Regions from separate parts of the Ovis aries genome. Here region 2 is linked to region 1. A link is a contact called in public Hi-C data. All regions are on one chromosome and are shown on one strand. The core of a region is the stretch at or near the end of the contact, and the rest is flanking DNA. Distances in the headings are between cores, read along the strand shown. Region 1 holds the start of TGFA (transforming growth factor alpha). Region 2 has its middle 91 kb from the start of TGFA.

Region 1 (2,665 bases), core at 46-2,545:
TCATGTGAAAAGACCCTGATGCTGGGAAAGACTGAGGGCAGGAGGAGAAGGGGACAGATAGAGGATGAGGTGGTTGGATGGCATCACCGACTCAATGGACATGAGTTTGAGTAAACTCTGGGAGTTGGTGATGGACAGGGAGGCCTGGCGTGCTGCAGTCCATGGGGTCCCAGAGTCAGACACGACTGAGTGACTGAACTGAACTAATCCCTGAGCTGGGGGCATCTGGAGAATACACGGATCACTGCCTCTCTGGAGCACACTGTCGCCCATGCATGGTCCCCAGGGAACCTATGATTCTTCCTTTCTCTACCCAGAAAGTCTTCCCTCTGCCTCTCTAACTTCTCCAAATTCCAGCACCTGGGGCCAGCTAAAGGCCACAAATCCTTGAAAAAAACCATTCAGGTAGCTCCAGCCCACTCAGCCCTCTCTCAGACACGTGGCTGCATGCGACCTTGTTCTTGGTCTCCGCTGACTGTGGCAGGATGGGGTGGGGTGGTCTAGGGTACCGGTGGTGATGGAATACCAGGTGACCCATCTTCATCATCAGCACCAGACCAGGTATACGAAGGTCTACCGATCTTCACAACGTGTCGGCTTGAGAACTTGGGGGTGGCCGTGCTCCAGGCGGGAGGCATCCGGAGAATCCAGTGTTCTCTCGGATGGGGGCGCAGGTGGGGAATCTGGTTGAATTTGTTCGATCGTGGGGCGCACTTTCCCTGAGCCACGTCTTGGCAAGGGCAGGCGAAGCTCGCAGGTCCCCTTCCGGGCCGCGTCCCAGTTCCTTGCCCGGGAGAGCCCTCGGCAGCGGCCGTCGGCGCAAGTGACAGACGCTGGGGCGGCTCCTCTCCTGCGCGGAGATCCTGGAAGCAGCCGCTGCGCCCGGCCGCTCGGGCTCGGATCTGAGCGGCTAGTCTGAGGGTGGTGTCTGAAACCGGGCGCTTCCTGCCTTTCCCTCGGCCTGGATGCCCGGCTGGCTCGGCGGGCTCCGAGATTCCCGCGCCGCCCCACCCCGCCGCCCGCGCCCCGCACGGTGCGCGCCGCGTCCCCGCCCCAGCCCCACCCCACCCCGTGCCCTCAGGGGGGCACCCCCACCGGGGCGGGAGGGTGGTCCGCCGCGCCCGGTCGCCGAGTGGCGGAGGTGACGGTAACCGCCTTCCCATTTCCGCCCGGCCGGCGGCGCGGCGGCGCGAGTGCCAGCAGAGGCGCGCGGTCCTCCCTCCGCCCGCCCGCGCCGGGGGCTGGCCCTGCCTCGCCGGCGCCTTTTTCCCCCGCACCGCGGCGCCGCTTCGCCACTCGGGCACCGCAGGTAGGGCAGGAGGCTGGAGCGCCTGCCGCCCGCCGCCCGTAAAATGGTCACCTCGGCTGGACAGCTCGCCCTCTTCGCGCTGGGTACGTACGCTGCCTGTGGCGCGCCCGGCGCCACCTGCCCTCCGGGACACCCTGCTTTCCCCTTGTTTCCTCCGTTTCTCTGTCTCGGGGTGTTCTGCGCTCGCGTAGGAGAGGAGAGGAGGCGAATGCTTTTCGAGGCTTGCAAGCTAGGAGGCAAGGGGAATCACCTGTGCCTACTAGGGATTTGGGGAGCCTGTTCCGAAGAGGGGGACGGTCGAGCGCTCAGCCGTTCCCCGGAAAGTGGCCGGCGGGCGGTGCGTGAGAACGCCCGCCAGGGAAGGGGGAGCGGTGTGTGAACGCGCTTGAACTTTAATCCGCCGCGGCTCGTACACTTGCCAACACCTACCTGCTTACCTGGCTGCTTCCAAGCCAGTCTTCACCCGCGTATGAAGCGCGTAGAATTGGAGAGGGTGGCCGGGGTCGACCCTCCGGCCAGACCTTGGCTGCTTCCTTTTCGTGCTCTCTGCCTACCCCTGAGCCCCAGCGACCCGCAGATGTTCATCAGCAGCAGCGGCGCCTCGATCTTCTAACTTTGCGAGTTCTGGAGCTTTGGGGTGGGTTTTGGATTTTTGCGCGGATTAATTGTTCTTTTGATTAACTTCTCTGGGAGAAGTGGTTTAAGTGTCAGCCGAGGGCAGGAGTGAAACCCTAGACGGAGTGCTGCCAGTTTCCTTTGAGTTTGTTCTTGGAAGAGAACGAGGGATGGGGGAAGGGAGGGGAAGTTAAGCCGGGCAAACCTGGGCCGGGTGTGGGGAGCCGGTGAGTTTTTCAAAGGTGAAGGTCACTGCCCGGCCGGCTCTTGCCCCTTGCGGCGCCGGGTCTCTCTGGTGTTGAGAGAACAGATTAACAGCCCAGGTGTCCCGGTCATTGCCTAGCTTCCGTGAAGTGAATTGTTCAGTCGCTGTCTCCTCTGTAAAGCAAGTTGCTTGCTACAAGATGATTTATTAGAGCTTGAGGAAAGCTATGGAACCGTTCCCCTTCCCACCACCCCCCCCATCCCTCCACCAAATGCCCAGGGCCTCAGCCCCACCCAGTTCCGTGTACAGTTTCAGGGGGTTCACGGACCCGCCCGTAATGAAACGCTGATTAAGAAGTGGAGGCATCATCTAAGGGAAATACGCGGCAGCCGTGGAACCGGATTCCACAGCAGCTCCGAGGTGTACCCTCACCTGAAACTCACCAACAGGTGGCATGACTCCGAGTGGCTTTTTTTTTTTTCCCCCTTTTCGCAAGCCTTTTTATATTTTGTATTGATAGTTCTAATTTTAGATTT
Region 2 (2,665 bases), core at 94-2,593, 91 kb before region 1:
CCTGAAAGGGTAAAACCATCGTTCTTGCTCTTCCACAGCGAGAAGGAAACCCATGAACCTGCACTCTGTGTCACTGTGGGCCTTGTCGGGTCATTGTGGTGACTGGAGGGGGTGGGCATTGGGTGCAGGCAGCCCCCCAGCGCAGGATGAAGTCCAGCCTTCTGGGACTGTTGTTGCCATCTGCTTTCTCTAACCTCTCAGCCGAAGCTCATACCCTGGACACAGGGGATACAGAGGCGTGGGAAGCAGAAGGAATGTCCATCCTGTTGGATGCAGATGAGGGTTTCTATCCCCTGAAGGCCCACCTTCACCTCTAAACTTTGAGTGGAGGGTGGAAATTCAGGAAGTGTGATGGGGGATTCCAGGAAGGACACATTCTCAAATATCTCCTCTATGGTCTTTCACTGAATTTGAAGCTCTGTCTCTGTTTTTACTGATGCCATTTATTTATCTGTCAAAAGAATCTTTGATTTTTTTTATTTTTTTTAATTTTAAAATCTTTAATTCTTACATGTGTTCCCAAGAATCTTTGATTTTTAAGAGACTCTTTTACAATGCAAACTCACCTGTAAGTGGTGAAATTAAAATATTCCTATCAGCGAGCTGGATGAGCTGACTTTATGGGGCAGTTAGGCTGTCCAGTCTCGATAGAGGGGCAGCCTTATGACCTAGTGATAAGTCTGCTAGGCCAGGGATAGTATATCTGTTTTCTATGCTATTATATATTGAACATACCCTGCAGAAGTGTGTTCAAATTGTAACCCTGGCTACCTTGGAATATTTGGAAATAGATTCATTGCAGATGAAGCTATACTCCATATTGGAGTTGGATGGTCCTTTAATCAAATAGGATTGGTGTCCTTTTAAAAAGAAGATGTGAAGATAAAAAGGGGAGAGTGCCATATGAGGGCATGAAGACCCCCAGACACAGAGAGAAGATAGCCATGTGAAGGCAGAGGCAGAGATTGGAGTCGAGCTGAGAAACTGCTGGAGCTACCAGCAGAAGCTGGAAGGGGTAAGGAAGGATTCTCCCTAAAGCCTTTGGAGGGAATGTGGTCATGACCACACTTTCATTATTGTCCTTCTAGCCTCTGGAAATATGAGAGAATAGATGCTCCTTGTTTAATATCACCTGGTTCTTGGAACTTAGTTACAGCCGCCCTGAGAAGCTAATACACACACCTGCTTCAGTATCTGACTCACCAAGTGACCTAACAAATGTTGGCTCCTCTCAGAGATTCTGCAAAATCGGGTAGTTGGAGTAGATAAACTAGGATCCCTCCAGCTCAATAGTGTTTAGGGGTTGTTCCGAGGTTAGGAAGACAGTTCATTTGTTCAGCTAATTATCTTTGAGCATATTCTGTGCCAAGCATGGGGTAGTGAGCAGGTCATTGCTCTCAGGGAGGTATGTCCTTGTCTCTCAAAGGAAGGATGAGACTATTAGAAAGGACTGGACATGGACTAAAACCAGGAGCCTGGACCCCTTGAAGCCCCCAGAGCAGGTCCCCAGGAGCTGGGAGGCCACAGTTAGACTTCTGAACAGGAAATGCAAAGGGGAGAGGGAAATTCAAGATTTCCTGAGAGGTCAAAAAGGAAATAAACTTCGTTACTTCCAAGTAGATTTTTAAAAATTATGCAACCGAGTTCATCAGCCCCTGAGTGGCTATTCATCTTTGACCTTCTGACTACATGTTTTATCTACTGGATATTTAGTTTGACTGTATAGTTTGATTGGCTTCGGTTGTATATTTTTTCTGAAGTATTCACATGGTTAAGTTAAAATAAAACCAAGGGATATCTTTTTAAAAAAAGGAAATCAGCTACATAAGTTAACATGGCTGATGTTTAGGAAAGTGTTCACTTGCATTTCAGTGTTGTCTGCAAATACTTAAAATTATAGTTATACGTTTCTTGCTTGTGACCACTTTTTTATTCTCCCAGACAGTTTTTTCCTTGAGATAACAGCTCACTTTAAGAAACATACACCTATAGAAAAATAAGAGGTGGTTTTGGAGGGTAGCGGAGGTGGGATTGTAGTTATTTTCTAAGCCTTACCTTTGGGTCAAAGAAGTCAAAAAAAGGAACCACAGCATACAGAGGCAGCCAGCCACGAGATATGCAGGCAAAGGTGCTAGGAGAAATTAATCCATTTTTTAAAATTAATTTTTGTTTTAACAGTGCACATAGTTTCAAACATCAACTTGAACTAAACTATTTATAAGAAAATATGACTTTCTGTTCCCTGTTTTCCCCACGTCCCCCTCCCCAGAGGCCACAGATGTCAACTGCTCTTTTCCATGTTTCTCAATAACAGGTATATGCTGTTATCTTGTACTTTATCAATTTGTAGGTGCTATCTACTGACTTCCTTTTATGGTAGATGAGGATCTAATTCTCTTACACCACCCTGCTCATCCCTCTGTTTCCTGTTTCCTCTGCTCTCCATGTAGTTAGATTACAGTTCTTAGATCAATAGTGACTGTTTATGTAATATGCTTAGACAAATATTGTTTACAGCTGAGCATTGTAGTGCACTATGATTATGTTTCCTTTCTTAGTTTTTGTTTTATCTATAGTTAATAATTGCCTTGGCCTTTTATTTACTTAGGTTTTTTTTTTTTTTTGGTACTTAATTGCTAACTCACCCCACAATTTCCAGACGCTT

What was found. A called contact is a pair of places that touch in the nucleus more often than the background predicts.
Region 2: a Hi-C map of liver shows a contact between it and region 1, with 3 times the contacts expected there. The contact joins the enhancer-like site here to the promoter of TGFA in region 1. A contact is called at or near these places in 3 of 16 Hi-C or Micro-C datasets (hypothalamus, liver and mixed tissues).

Annotation. Positions count from the first base shown.
Region 1 is chr3:92,611,351-92,614,015 of ARS-UI_Ramb_v3.0, reverse strand. TGFA (transforming growth factor alpha) reads left to right here and starts at 1,295. Exons shown (of 6, transcript XM_060412327.1): 1 at 1,295-1,392. The coding sequence starts at 1,353.
Region 2 is chr3:92,702,474-92,705,138 of ARS-UI_Ramb_v3.0, reverse strand. No RefSeq gene overlaps it. Among named protein-coding and RNA genes, the nearest start is that of TGFA, 91 kb to the right of the region's middle. Within about 2 kb of position 1,343, at least 2 of the 54 cell types and tissues checked have an H3K27ac peak or open chromatin away from gene starts, as enhancers often do. A contact at or near this core is called in liver, where this site is marked.